2 separate regions of the Sus scrofa genome follow, and region 1 is linked to region 2. Evidence: chromatin contacts called from public Hi-C data. All regions are on one chromosome and are shown on one strand. The core of a region is the stretch at or near the end of the contact, and the rest is flanking DNA. Distances in the headings are between cores, read along the strand shown. Region 1 overlaps ZNRF3 (E3 ubiquitin-protein ligase ZNRF3). Region 2 overlaps ZNRF3 (E3 ubiquitin-protein ligase ZNRF3).

What was found. Hi-C and Micro-C count contacts between places; a contact is called where the count stands out from the background.
Region 1: a contact with region 2 is called in a Hi-C map of liver, with 3 times the contacts expected there. The contact joins two enhancer-like sites. A contact is called at or near these places in 6 of 47 Hi-C or Micro-C datasets (heart right ventricle, liver and skeletal muscle) and 1 of 2 datasets of contacts at active chromatin or transcription factors (skeletal muscle).

What each region holds. Positions count from the first base shown.
Region 1 is chr14:46,211,554-46,214,761 of Sscrofa11.1, forward strand. All of the region lies in intron 2 of ZNRF3 (E3 ubiquitin-protein ligase ZNRF3), which reads left to right. Among named protein-coding and RNA genes, the nearest start is that of C14H22orf31, 41 kb to the right of the region's middle. Within about 2 kb of position 1,483, at least 13 of the 83 cell types and tissues checked have an H3K27ac peak or open chromatin away from gene starts, as enhancers often do. A contact at or near this core is called in liver, where this site is marked.
Region 2 is chr14:46,123,370-46,126,669 of Sscrofa11.1, forward strand. All of the region lies in intron 1 of ZNRF3 (E3 ubiquitin-protein ligase ZNRF3), which reads left to right. Among named protein-coding and RNA genes, the nearest start is that of ZNRF3, 33 kb to the left of the region's middle. Within about 2 kb of position 1,287, at least 13 of the 83 cell types and tissues checked have an H3K27ac peak or open chromatin away from gene starts, as enhancers often do. A contact at or near this core is called in liver, where this site is marked.

The sequences.
Region 1 (3,208 bases), core at 233-2,732, 88 kb after region 2:
TCAGGGATGAATCCTCTCTTCATGGATTTGTTTCCTCTAACTAGTTATGATGGAAACTCCCCTTTTTTGCTTTTAAGCAATAAGAGCAATAATAGGAAAAGAATATTTGCAGATTCTCCCCCATCCCTTAAGTTCTTTACTTAAGTATAATAGACATGTAATAAATAAAAAGCACATAATATAGTATAATTTGATAAGTTTTGACCTAGACACATACACACGTTCATCCATGAAACCATTACCACAATCAAGATAACGAACTTTCCATCACTACATGCCCCGTTGAAGCCCTTCCCTCCCCCTTCTGTCTCTGTCCCTTGCCAGTCCCCAGACAGCCATTATCTGCTTTCTGCTCTATAGATTAGTTTGAATTTTATGGGATTTTATATGAATGAAATCATACAATATGTACTCTTTAATCTGGCTTCTTTTACTCAGCATAATTACTTTGAGATTCATCCATGTTGACTTTATCAACAGTTTATTCCTTTTAAAATTTTAAATAAGACACTGTAAACTAGCTATAATGAAAAAAATAAAAATCATATAAAAAAAGAAAATATTAAAATTTTAAATAAGAAACGGGAACACTGCTTTTTTTTTACTCTGAACTTGGCCCAGGACTTTTGAAGTTACCTACAAAATTGTACATTAACCAACTAATGCCAGTGATGAGTTAATCTATAACTTCATCTGTTAGCTGTTAACATGACCCCCAAGCCTAACCTCCTCTTGACTGTCAGACGCTGATCCTGGGCACACTTTCTGTCAGGGCCAAAACCGAAGCAGGGCTGTGGGCCTTGGGGAACCCATTACTTCTGAGTCTTGGTTGGTCCCTGCTTATTGCCTTATCTCAGTGTAGCATATCTTCATGCTCTCAGGAGGATGGGGCTCTGGGCTTTATGATGGTGTGACCAGCAGAGTAGCAGGGGCTGGGTGCTCCTCTAAAAGCTCTGGCTTCAATCCGTTCTTATTTATCACTTGGAGTTATGCAGATGTCCTAATCCCAGTAGAAGCAACCTGAGCATGTGTGGGGAATTGAGGGACTTCTTCAGTGTTTAGGATTTATTTTTCTTAATTGGTACATTTGAAATTATTTTAATGGATCCTTCTTTTCAAGACTCCATCTCCTTTTGAGGCTAACATACACCTGTCGGGCTAGTGAGCTCGTGACGATCAACCTTCTTCCTTTCACAAGTTGGTTTAAAAAAAAAACTCCTTAAATGCTTGGCTTCAGATTTCTTAGTTTAGGAATGTTCTAGTAAATGATTGGTTAAAATAATATGCAGAGTATTTATATTCTTACTAATAGGTGCTGGTTAAATATATCTCTCAGTTATTTTGGGAGACCTGACATTGGATCTCCCTAAGTTTTTATTTTGTCCGAAAGTAAAACTTGGACATTACAGAACATAATGGACTATAAAGAAGTGGGGGCAGGGCTGACAGGATGCAGTCGGCTCTGAGCTGCACGCCCTCCCTGCTGCCAGCGTGCTCTGACCTCGGGAAGTCACTGCATCCTTTGCAAACCTAGGACGTGGGACTAGGTACTCTTTAATCCCATTCCAGGACCGAGAGGCACTTAATCGATTCACATGGACCATAGCAGAGGTCACTCTTGCCTAAGAGGCCCCCCTTTGTCCCTCTGCATGAGGACTCAGTGACTCTTTGGCTGGGCTGCATTGGCTCCCTGGGATAACAGGCTCTTTCTCCCTTCTGGATTTGATTCACTAGTCCTTCCAATAGTCCAGCCACCTGGAGGGATGCAGTTTGACTCGTTTAGCCTCAAAATGATGCCAGTGGGTCCTCCATGCCTGCCTGATAGTTGAGTGCCTCTTGAATCAACCTCAGCATATTCTGTAATTATCTGCTTGATTTGGGGGTTATGTAGCACTTGCAGTTTTAGCTCTCTCCGCTTACCCACAAACCAGACTGCCAAACTCCCAGATCATAAAACAAAGCGTAAGCACCTGGATCATGACCCAGCTCTTTTCCTGTTCTTCTTTTTGAGACTTCCCCAACAGGAAAGGCTCTGGGTAATTGATAGAGATTATCCCTGATTCCCTTAATGTAACCTTTTTACTCTTTCCTTTTCCTGGGATTAAGCTGTTCCTTTGCAAGAAGTCCTTTTCTTAATGACACAGTCATCGACCTATTATTGACCAAAGGAAGTGATCCAGCCCAGCTCCACCTTTCTGTGGTTCATAGTCTCTTTAGTCTCTTTCATTATAATGACTTTCAAAGTCATTAACTGGCTTTTTCAATTTTCAGCACTATTAAAGGCTATCAAACTATACTTTAAAATTAATCTGCCTTCCTGAAGCAATAATTGCCTATATATCTGTCGTTGGCTCTGAGTGTTCATACCGAAAAGATGTTCTAACATTTGCTGAGAGTTCCGAGGCAGTGCCTGTGCTGAGGTGTGCTGTGCGCAGGACCAGTTAAGGTCTCATGTAAAGTGGGACACATGGGCCCTGCCAGCAGGCACCTTTCTTCCTCCCCGCACCTTGATCTTTTCCTTCCTTCAAGGAGTATTTCTTACGATGTATGTAGGGTCCCTAGTGTGATTACTGGATCTCCTAGATAAAAGGGACTGAATTTCAGGACTGGGTCTGTGCAGCCTTCAATTGTGGCCATTGTGGTAGGCATTCAAGAAATATGTGTTAAAGTCATAAATCCTGGAGACAGTCACTTATAATTATGCTTTTGCATGGAAGGAAGCACCTACTGAGCAGACTGAGCCTTGGGTGGGGGTCAGGGAACTCCTAAAGAAAATTTCAGGAGTTCCCGTCGTGGTGCAGTGATTAACGAATCTGACTAGGAACCATGAGGTTGCAGGCTCTATCCCTGGCCTCACTCAGTGGGTTAAGGATCCACCGTTGCCGTGAGCTGTGGTGTAGGTCGCAGATGCAGCTCGGATCCCGAGTTGCTGTGGCTGTGGTGTAGGCTGGTGGCTACAGCTCCAATTCGACCCCTAGCCTGGGAACCTCCATATGCCATGGGAGTGGCCCAAGAAATTGCAAAAATGACAAAAAAAAAAGAAAAAGAAAATTTCAGTTCATGATCCAAAGGTGTCAGTAAACCATAAGGGCTGCTTGGATGCTGTGGACCAGTTGCTAACCTGTGGGCATGCTGGCTGCTACCAAGGGAAAGGAGAGTCAGTAAACAGTAGTCAGTGTTATATGATGGCCTTGGGAGTGGACTGTAA
Region 2 (3,300 bases), core at 37-2,536:
GTTCTGGCCTTGAACACACCTAACAGTCCTGAACCATGTCTGTTTCCCAGTTAGCTCTTTTATGCCCGACCTGTGTGTGGCTTATTCAGCTGCAGCTGCAGGTGGACTCATATTTGCATCCCTATGTATCTCTTCCTTCTTGGCATTTTTTCCTCCATTTCTTACTCCCCAGTTAAGTGTGTGACAGAAGAGGTGGCAACACCAGGTCATCATAAATAGTTCTTCGTTTGCAAAATGTGGGGATGGGCTGAGCGAGGTTAGGCGACTTACCCAGGGCCGCAGGGCCAGTAAGGAGCAAAACTGGCCTTGCCATTCAACCCAGAGATGTGCCATGACCTCACGCATTGGGAGGCCAATCCTTTGAGGGAAGGAGTTGTCCAAATGAAGCAACCTAGAGTGCTTTCTCCAAGGCGCATTTCTAATCTGATTTCTCTAAGTAACAGATTTTGAGGATAGGTTTGGTATTTCCTCTGGTTTCACTGTGTTTGTGGGTGTTTTTCTGGAGAGATGGATTCTCCCATCTTCATCTTTCTCTTGAAGAGGTCTGAGATCCTTAGACCATGAAGAGCTCCTGACAGGGATGACCCCTGACATGCCTCCCCTTGCAGGGATTGCACTGCGAACGCTGGCCCTGTGAGCCACATGCCTCCTGGGTAGCTCTAGTGACGGCCCTGGGGCACAGTTGGAAAGTCTGACGTGATCCACCCTGACTCCATCCAGTGTCAAACTGCTTTTTTCTTTCCTAAATTAAACAGTCTGTGAGGAATAACTGTTAAAAATAGCAGAGTTAGAAGTTTTCTTTTTCAAGTTCTTATTGCACAAAGTGTTACGTGTATTCACAAGTGGGCAGGAGGTGTCATGTACACAGTGTACCTACTTCCACAGTCCCCGCCACCCAGCCCCCACCACCTGCTTTAAAAGTTGCCCCTCTTGTTTCATCTGCTCCCCCACCTCTCATGTTCTTTTGAAGCAAAGCCAGACATATCATTTTTAATCAGTAAATATTTCTAAAAGATTTTTTTAAAAATACATAATCTCAGTGCTATTCCCACAATAGGTTAATGCTCAGGTAGTGGTGTCCCCCCAAGAGGACAGTCTCCCCTCCCCCACTTCATAAGCCATTGAGTGTGCACTTGGGTGCTATTACTGGCCGCCTGGTCTGGGGGCTGGGTCCTGGTCAGCCATAGTTGGTGGGTCCCAGCATGGACAGTGGGTACCCGCGTGGGCGCCGCGATGGTATCGGCTTTGCCCGAGGCTGGAACCACAAGATCAAAGGGCGCTGTGCACTCAGAGCTTCAAAGCCTTTGGATTGATGCAGAGAATGAGAGCGCTCTGCTGATGTAATCATAGCCTGTGAGACAGGTTCTTTTTTTTTTTTTTCAAATTTAAACAAAGACACCCCTTGTTTGTTTAGAGAGGTGAAGCATGTGCCACAGAGGGCACGCGGCATCTGGAGGGCTCCGTGAAGGCTGGGGGTCCATGGTCAGGCAGGGATGCCTGCAAGTGGCAGCAGTTTTCTTAGATGGACTTGCACATTTTGCTGTCAAACAGAATGTTTCTGTTAAGAGCAGTCGATTTTCGATCCTTTCTTGGGGTGGTCAGTTTTGTTCCCAAGTGCCACTCCTCAGGTTTTGAAAGCAGCATCCGTTGGTTGGTGTGTCAGGCTTTGGAGCACATCTTGTGAACCAGGTGGGAGACCAGCTGGAAGTAGGCAGGGGGTCTGTGGGCTGCCTCTGGTCATTCCTGCTCATCTGTCCCTTCCCCAGTGAGTGTGAGAGGCTTGCCTGAGGCTGGTGAGCAGTGCTTTCTGTTGGGGGGCGGGGGGGCAGTTCCCAACAATATGGCAGAATGCCAGGATCTCCACCACCCCAAGCCTGAATATTCTCCAAGTCTTTTTTTTTTTTTGTCTTTTTGCTATTTCTTAGGCTGCTCCCGCGGCATATGGAGGTTCCCAGGCTAGGGGTCAAATCGGAGCTGTAGCTACCGGCCTATGCCAGAGCCACAGCAACGCGGGATCCGAGCCGCGTCTGCAACCTACACCACAGCTCACGGCAACGCCGGATTATTAACCCACTGAGCAAGGGCAGAGACCGAACCCGCAACCTCATGGTTCCTAGTCGGATTCGTTAACCACTGTGCCACGACGGGAACTCCCTCCAAGTCTTTATAAAAATCACAGACAGGTGGCTGATCTTCTGGATGTTTCCAGCTTAAGATGGTGTCTCTACCGTTAGCAGTTTGTTCAGTATACATATTAGTACTGTGTACTGAAATCCTGTGCCATACATACCTCCATGGATAAAATCACTGCCATGCTCCATCATCCTGCTTAGTTAAGTCTTACAGACAAGTAGCTTCCTGGATGTTGAGCTTCTTCCCCAAGATCTTTCCCACATTAGAGGTCAGGACTGGGGGAGTCTGAGGCAGTCACAAGCCTAAGTCATGGTGACCCACGTCCACCTTGGCATCTTTCAGGCATTCCAGCCAAACCAGCATGTATAAAACCAGACTTCTCATTGCTCCCCAGATCCATTTCTCTTGGGTTCTTGCCTGTAACTCAGGCTCAAATCCTGCTGTCTTTCTAGACTTATCTTTTCTCTCCTGGCCTCAAAGATGCCTCTGTCCATGCATGTTGAATTGTTTGTAAGCTCCTTGAGGCAAGACTGGGAGGTTGTTTTTATTCTTTTTTTTTTTTTTTTTTTTTCAAAAGTACAAATCAGATTTCCCTCTGCAAAAGCTCCCCCCTCATATTTTATTATGAAGAATTTCAGACATACAAGAAAAGTAAAAGAATTTTTTAGTGAACATATACTACCACATGTATTCTACCATTAACATTTTACTGTTCTTGCTGTATGACATATCTGTCCATTTCTTCATGTGATGTGTCTTTAATATTTGAAACCTGGGTACATGTGTATGGTAGGTGGTCAGGTATTTTAATGGATGTGGCAGGGTTTTTCGAGGTTCCCTTTTTATTCCATTTTTATAACTTTTAAGTCCAGATCTCCCTCTTTCTCTCTCTCAAGTTGGATCAGCCCTTGGGATCTTGCTTCTTTGTTCACACACTCAAGGGAGAACCCAGAAGGTTGCACTGCCCGGGGCATGGAGTTTGCTTTTGAGACCTGTTGTGTTTGAATAACTTGGCCCCTCGTGCTTCCTGGAGAGAAGCCCATTGCTTTTCCTCAGTCCTATCCCCACCTTGGTTTTCTGGTGCTGTGGCCTGGTGGTTGCAGAGATCAGAGACTGTAGGAGGTTTTTTTGTTTTCTTTTTATGGCCACACCTGGGCCATGTGGAGG